Regions from separate parts of the Columba livia genome. Here region 1 is linked to region 2. A link is a contact called in public Hi-C data. All regions are on one chromosome and are shown on one strand. Each heading gives the region's core, a stretch centred on a gene start, on an enhancer-like site or on the middle of the called end of the contact. The rest is flanking DNA. Distances are from core to core; before and after follow the strand shown.

What was found. Hi-C and Micro-C count contacts between places; a contact is called where the count stands out from the background.
Region 1: a Hi-C map of crop shows a contact between it and region 2, with 3 times the contacts expected there. The contact joins two enhancer-like sites. A contact is called at or near these places in 2 of 2 Hi-C or Micro-C datasets (crop and liver).

Annotation. Positions count from the first base shown.
Region 1 is chr8:25,639,982-25,644,015 of bColLiv1.pat.W.v2, reverse strand. All of the region lies in intron 1 of LRRC8B (leucine rich repeat containing 8 VRAC subunit B), which reads left to right. Among named protein-coding and RNA genes, the nearest start is that of KYAT3, 7.3 kb to the left of the region's middle. Within about 2 kb of position 1,830, at least 1 of the 3 cell types and tissues checked has an H3K27ac peak away from gene starts, as active enhancers do.
Region 2 is chr8:25,599,109-25,603,251 of bColLiv1.pat.W.v2, reverse strand. No RefSeq gene overlaps it. Among named protein-coding and RNA genes, the nearest start is that of LRRC8C, 7.2 kb to the right of the region's middle. Within about 2 kb of position 1,506, at least 1 of the 3 cell types and tissues checked has an H3K27ac peak away from gene starts, as active enhancers do.

The DNA.
Region 1 (4,034 bases), core at 581-3,080, 40 kb before region 2:
TAGAAAACTTAAGCTTTCCGTTTGGTTTGTCACGTTGATGCCCATATTTTTCACAGAATATCGTATACGAAGCAGACATCATGGGGAAATCCATGCAATGCTGTATTTTCTGGACTTCTTTTATGACACCACTGCTCCAGGTCCGTGATATGAATAGCTGAAAAGATGTTGTTAAGATACTGCTGATTCATCCTCAGCTGATGAAACAAGCACTGTTTGGGTCCTTACCCTGTTAAGTGTTGCTCTGTGTTTACCAGATCAGCTGAGACAGTGAAGAATAAAGGCCATTTTAATGTCTTGTCTACCCCAACTGGCTGTGACGTTTACAAGCACAGGTCAATAGGATCCTCTGCAGTTTAACTAACATGGCAAAGGGAATATTGTCTATTCTTTTAGTTACAATTCTATAGCATCTGGTGCAACAGTTTTAATTTTATTTCAGTTGAAGTAATATGAAAAAAAGATTAACATGTCCAACTTATGCTACAAAGTCTGTTGTAGTTATGGACCACTATGAAAATTCTCCCCCAAACCTAACAATTTAGTTTATTTAACTTAATGGCATTTCATGCTTTAAGCAGGAAAATATCACTTTGTGTATCAGCCAGAAGGTCTTGAGGAAGCCTGTCTCAACAGTGTTAGAGAAACTGATGGAGCAGACAAGCCCTGCCACGCTTGCAGCAATGTAAAGGGCCAAAACTAAGGTTTCAAAGATTGCCAAGTTAGAAGGATTTTCCAAGTTCTGGGACAGCAGGGAAAACAGGAACATCTGAGCCTATGATTAAATCATCTTTTGAACTCAGCATTCAACACTATTCATAAAATCAAATCAGTCCTTCATTCCAGGACTCAGCTAAAGTCATAAATGTAGGTATGGTGAAGTATTTGCCTTTTCAGATTTATCTTTCATACTTAGAACTAATATTTATTTCAATATTTGAAGTAAGTAATTTTCCTAGCACCTGCACTAAGCTTTGTTGTCTTTTTTTAAGCACCCCAAGGATTTCACACTGAGTTTCAGTTTAGAAGCATCTCACTCATTTTGTAAGTGCATAGTAATGCATCCTGATTTTTTGATACAAGCCTTGCATGGCTGATCTAACTGCTCAACACATTCTCATTCACTAGAAGTAGTAATTAGTACACTTTTTTGTTAATTTGTTTTAATGTCATCCAGCAACATCTTATTTGTAAAATAGCAATGGCAGTCAGGAATCTCTACACTTCAAAAGAGATTAGCGAGTGCCAGTTCAACTGAAGAGGAGAAAATTACTTGGCAGAACTTGGATGCACAAACCACATAGCAAATCAGCTGAGTTCAGCTCTGTTTTTTCTGTTGGAGTTTTCTACCCTAGCTGCAGAAGATAAGACCCTAATGAACCTGTATCTTGGTCAAATCAAAGTAGACATGAAAAACATAAAATTTAAATCAGCTTTCCCTTGGGATATAGCCAGTACTTTCCAAAGTGGTATTATGCAAAGCATAAAAATAAAACCTTACTCGTGGCAATTCAAAAAGGCACGTGTGTATTGTAATTTCTTTTTTACTTTAATTTAGGGCCCCGAGGATTTTTGTCAAGAGGGAAAAATGTGGAATTAATGATGGGGCATAAAAGTCTTTGACACAGTCTTGTTTACTAACAAGAAATGGATGAAAGCCTGTTTTTTCTGATCACAAAAGCAACTGGGCAGCAGATGAGAGAATTTCTTTTCTCACAGTTCCTCTTCTTAGTACCTTACCTTCTTCTGTTCTTTTTCTTCTTCAGAACTGCCCAGCTCTGCTGTGCTAACAGTCCTGCTTTTCCAGCAGAAGCACAAGGCTGACAGGCTGGTGCCTGCAGCAGCTCCCTGTCCAGTCCCGTACACACGCCTGTGCCATAGGTCAGGCAGGACACACACACACCTCTGAGCTATGGGTGATTTGGAGTCTCTTGGCTAGGAAATACAGCCCTTACCCCCAGCCTGTTACCATGCTGATGCCTCTCAGTCTGCCTTGTGGCTGTAAGACCTGTTCAAGGAAAATAGTATGAATCGTGTCTTTTGCAAATATTTATTAAAGAGATGTTCTGAGAAAATAGTGTGCTATCGTAAATACAATGTACAATAGTATAGATGAAAATATCTTGCGGGCCTACTTTATTCCTAAAGGCCGAGTCCAGCCAGCATCTGGGTTGGAGCAGAGGATGTAGCTATTTGGCTGCTCCCACACTGAGTGACTAATGCTGGGTTGCATCAGGGGAGTCTAGGAAGCTGGAAATACTTCAGTGAGAATTTCCTATATTACTCACAGTATGTAGTATTAAACAAATGCATTTCAGTCATATGGGGTGAGCTGTATGACTCGTGTCTAACTACATTTTTTAATGATTAATATTATTTATTTTGATTCACCTTCAAAAATAATGACTTTTCTTTGCCTCATAGGCTGCACTGTAGTGATTTACTTATCAGATAGTAGCTACTGTATATGCTTGGCACTATTTTAAAAAAGGCATCATAGCCAATTAGTTTGATCCTGGAGTTCAGATTATACTGGCTTTATTGCCTCTGAAGATCTAATCTTAGCAGGTGCTGAGAACACTCCAATTTTGAATGACCTCATATATTTTGTAAATCTCAAAGAAAATTGAGTGCAACTGCAGAGTGAAGCAGGTGGTGATAACTTTAGCATTTCTTAGCATTACCCATAAACAAATTAATAATAATTTATTTGGATATCATTCATACTGCAAAGGCCAATTATAAATTATGTCTCTGTATCTTTGACTTCTTTATAAACCAATGTATTTTTATGCTGTGAAGGTTTGTGGACAAAACTGGCTTTTTTTACCTGTGGGATCAAGCCATTAATAATGAAAATGGGTGTGACAATGGAAGTATTTTCTGACAGATTTCAGAGGTGCCTTCTTTGTATTTAAATTTGGGTAGAGATACTTTGGTATAACAGACCTTTTTGTCTTATTTTTCCCATATTCTCTAGTAAACATAAGGCAAATTTCTGCTTGGAATGTAGCAGCAGCAAGTTTCATTATGGATTCCTCAAGATACCGGGAAGAGATACAGTGACATTTTTGCTGGCAGGAGCTACAAATAGTACAGAACTGATGTTTTCACTCTCTGGAGCAATATTGGGAATATTTTTTTCAGATAAATCACTGGCCAACCTCAAACTATACATTAGGAAAGAAGACTGAAGAGAATTATAAAAAAAGGTCCAGAATGAAAGTGTTCTGAAAGACAAAAACTTCTTCTCAGTGAGGGTGACAGACACTGGAACAGGCTGCCCAGGGGGGTTGTGGAGTCTCCTTCTCTGGAGACATTCAAAACCCGCCTGGACATGTTCCTGTGCGACCTCACCTGGGTGTTCCTGCTCCAGCAGGGGGATTGGACTGGATGATCTTTTGAGGTCCTTTCCAATCCCAAACATACTGTGATACTGTGATACAAATAAATTGCCTTTGGTCTTTTGATCCAACCACTTCCCTGAGGATCTGAGTCTGCAAGGTGCAGAGCAGTTCCTGCTTTATTGTAGGGGCAAATTAAATGGGAAAGAGCTTATACTGCTTGATCCCAAATTTGGTCTTTCAAAATGATGCAAATTAGAGAAACCCTGTAGCTGAAAGTGTTTAAATCGATCAGTTTAATTTTGGTAGCACAAAACTGAGGAGCGACATCACGTGTAAACCAGACTGCGGTTCTGAGGGAGCAGCAGCTTCTGGTGAAAAAGTAGCTGGGGACTATAATCAGCAACAGGAGGTTATTTGAAGGGGATGACCCTCTTGAGCCGTCTCAGTTGAAACCAGGGCTGCACATTCGCAGCCTAACAAATAAAGCAACAGTCAGTGATTATATAAAACAGTACAATGAGTAGTTTCCTACTGGAGGACTTCTGATTTCTAGTGTGTTAACCTCCACGGCAAGCATGAAGTTGTCTCCAGACAAATGCTGAATTAACTAGAAATGCAAGACTTTACAAGAGTGCTGAGCAAACAGAAGCTGGCATTAATGAAATATTTAATGGGTGCAAAATTCTT
Region 2 (4,143 bases), core at 257-2,756:
TCACGTGCCAGCTTCAGTGAAACTTTTGGCTAGCTCTTCCCAGAAACATTTCACTCTGATCATGCCACCAGGTATCCCCAGACTAGTCACTAGAGGTCAACATCATCTTCTCCTACACCACTAACTACCACATAATTAAGTCTCTTGCTCGTAGCAGTTCATTTCTCTAAACACTTCAGCTGTTCACGATGGGATGTTACTGACCCTGCCACTGTCCAAGGTTAGGAGGACGGAAGATGTGTAAGGAGGAGTTAGTAGTTCCTCACAGTGGACTTTTTAAAGGTATCTGGAACAAGAAAATAATAAATCTGAAGGCCTTTGGCTTCCTTTGCCTGAGGTCTATCTGAAGTCTCTGACAAACTGTTCCACAGTTGAATGGAAGTTAAGAAAAGTGAAAACAGGGAGGAAGAGCCTAATGCTGCATCATTTCATAAGCAGCTGAAGGAATGAAGCCTGGCCTACAGATCAGTGTCCCTGAAGATTTCCTCATAGTTGGAGTATTTAAAAGTGACCTCCCTCTTACAGATATTCTTGTGTTTAACTTAATCTTTCAGGATTTCTCTTGGCTGGAATACTAGCAGGATTTTGTTCCCCTTGGTAGCCAGATGCCTGTTTTCATGCAACTTGAAGGAAATTGGTTTATCTGAGACTTCTTTTGTTAAATTTGTTTGAAATCATCCTTCAGTATTTATTAGAGGGGTGACACAGACTGCATATTTACTTTAATGTTTATTCCTTACCTAATTTCCTGTGGGAATAGGATGTAAATAGTCTTCATCCTAGGAAATGCGCAGAAACCATATTTGTTATTATGAATGTCGTATTCCCCGGGCCGAATCATCCACTCTACATTTAATGAACTTTGAAAGAGGTGAAGAAAGCAATTTTTTTAGGTGGAGAGCATGGATCAGATTTTCAAGTGTGCATCTATATATACCAAATCTCTTTTCAGCTTATAACTTCTTATATCTGCTAGATCTGAGAGGAATACTGAAGATGGGGGAGAGGAAGGGAAGATGTACCTATCCAAAGGCACAGAATAAGATTGCCTGAGTGATCCTGGGTGTAATTATCAAGGCTTTAACTAGTCAGGATTTTAATTGTTGCTTCTGGTTTTTTTTCATTAAAACATACTGTTCATGCCAAATTTGTAGACTTGAGACAGTAACATGTTTTTATTTGTTAGACTGAAAGAAAAAAGAAAGAAATAACACACACAGTAATGGTACTTTACAACTTCCCCCCCTCCTGTAGTTGTTGTCTTCTCACTTGCTGTCCAGAGACTTGCCAGGAGAGGGGTTGCAAGCTGCCCTCTGTTCTGGCTGGGCTGCTGTGCATTGCTGTCTCCTTTCTAGCTAATGCAGCTCTCCCAGCTCACCTGGACTAGCTCAGGATCTCTGCACAGTGGTGCCTTGTGTGGGGAGTCATACCAGGAGACAAAAGGTCACCTCTCTCAGATGCTGCAGAGGTAATGGCAAAATACGGAATCATTTTGGTTGGAAAAGACCTTTAAGACTGAGTCCAACCATTATAGGTGCAGGGTGAAAAAGTTCTGTTCCCATTTTTTGTGCAGAGCTGGTTTATCACCTTTGGTGGGCTGACACCACTGTGTGTTTGCCCAGCATAAGTCTGGAGGAGGGCTGTCTATCTGGCATACAGCTGAAATTCCATGAACAGTGTGAGCTGGCACAAACCAATGGTACTGCTGAGGGAGATGGCTCTGCTGCCCTCTCCTCCCTCCTTCCCTCCCTCTGTGTGCAAGTATCTCTGCAGACGATGTCGGCATGGGTAAGCTGAGCAGCCCTGGGGCAGAGACCCAAGCACGAGCATGCTCCCTATTCATACTGCAAATGGTGGTACAGGCTGCGGGCCAGCCAGCACCCTTCCCAGCAGTGCTCTGGGTGGCACAGGCCAGCCGCTGTTCCCAGCTGGCAGTTTGAATGTAGCCCTTTTGGTTGCTATAAGGGACTTTAGCTTTATGGACACAGGCTGTTCTTTGCAATAAGTAGATGTGAAAAGTAACTACAGTATCCTGTTGTTGCTTTTTAAACATTGATAAGCTGACTGTGTCTAGTGTCATATCCTTGGACTCATGTAAGAGGAGTTTTAATATTCCTGCCTCTCTCTGTGCTGGACCAAGGAGTAAATGAGTAACAGAAATCTGAAAACCAGTTTCGTGTAATGCTGTACCTAATGTTTGTGTTCCATCCAAGCATCTTTGCATATGGTGGGAGGACAACCTGAAGTTGGAAGTATGCAAATGCTGAACAGTAACCACGATGTCACCTGGGTTTGACAGCTGATGTCTTACTAGAAGTTGCAGTCTTTACTCACCAATAGCCAGTGTCAGGACCTGAGCTGTGCTTGATAAAGCTGAGAAGCAAACACCTCCAGAGTTGAAACCATACGAGATGTTGCACCTCTAAGAGTCAATTTATTTAAAAGTGAGATTTCCTCCAGTGTGTTGGAGCAGAGGTTCCATGAAGGAAAAAAGCAGGAGGCTCTACTGGGAGGATTGCTTTCATTATATCTAGAGGCCAAGCTTTTGCACGTGTTGTGTGGTACTTTGAAAGCAGTGTGCTTAACCACTGCTTCAGAGCAAGTTCTAGTCAGCAGAACTTATTTCTTAATGAACCTGAATGGACAGGCTTCCTATTGCTTTTGAACTTTTGTGGTTTTTGCACTGCTCTCCTTTCACCTCAGAGCTGCAGAGTTCACCTGTTTCTATAATTATTGCCTTTTACCTAGTCATGCCTTTATTATTGCTAGATGGAAGCATGGTCATAGAGATCTTAAGATCTCCATTAGCATTGCATCCAAGCTAAAAGTGGATTTGGTTTAATAAGATAAAATCATGGAGAGATTACATTTTTGCTGAGATAATTTTGTACTGCTTTGTTTCAGGGTTTGCCCTTGACATACAGGCTTCCTGTTAGCTTAGCAAAGGTCTTCTAACATGGCTGTTTTCTTCATTCTTCTTTTCACAAACTAAAATAGCCTGGTGGTGCAGAGACTGTCAGCGTTACCTTTGTTCTCTCTTTTTATGCTTGTATTTTACACAATCTCCGGGAAGCAGTCCTATTCCTGGAAATTCATCGCATTCCATGCAATTGTGTGGCCTCACTGATGGTGTTCTTCAGCGGCTTCAAGTGATTCAGTGGAACTTCCATTTGGTTTTGGGATTCCTGAAAGGTTTGTCATATACAATGCTCTAAAAATGCAATACAACAGATGAAGTCAGGCATAGAAAAATACACAGTTCAGACTCCGAAATCATTATTAGCTAGTCTAAATGGGAAGTTGTCTGCTGCATGATCTGAGTTTTAAAGGTCTCAAGTGTAAATATATTTTCCCTCTTGCTGAACAAAAAGTTGTTGTACCATACAACCACCAGCTAGACCAAAACAGTTTCCATGTGTGTTACATCCCCTTATGTTTGTGCTATAGTAAACAATCTTACCTCTCAGTTGCATGCAGGCTTGTTTTAATATGTAAGCGTATGTGTATGCATATGTAAAAACATATAGCCTTAATTCTAAATACTTTAGTGTGACAGCTGTTCATATAGACAGAAACTTCTGGCAGTGCAGCCTGGACTGCTTGGACAGCTCTGTAAATCACATCCACCGGAAACACCTACAGCTGTGGGAAGGGATGAAGGAAGCCCTCAAACTATGATCTTTCAACTATGCGAATGTCTCACAGCCACAGCTTGGAGGATACAAAAGCACTTCTAGAAGGAACAACAAAGAGGCTTTTAAATGTGGAGTCACTGCTGTAGCTGAATTGGTTGTAGTCCCAATGGAAAGCCAACCTTTGACAACCTAGGAAGGGGGAAAGTAAAAACGAAGCAGGTGCGTACTGTGTGTGTGTGATGCCTGGATAGTTGGACTGACAACTAGTATAGGCCACAGATCGCTGTTATTTATGCCTTCTTACCACAACAGACTGTTCCAGTCTTCCTGACCACAGCTCCTGTGAGGTTACCTGCTTCCAAGCCTGTGTCCACCATGGCCTTTGTACCAAAGGAGTCCTGGAGCACTGAAGCACGTTGTCTTTTGGGTTGTTCCCCTACTGAAGTAGTGTGAAATAGCCAGAGTTGAAACTGTAAACTTGTAAGCTATCCCTAAGTTTTTTTGGTGG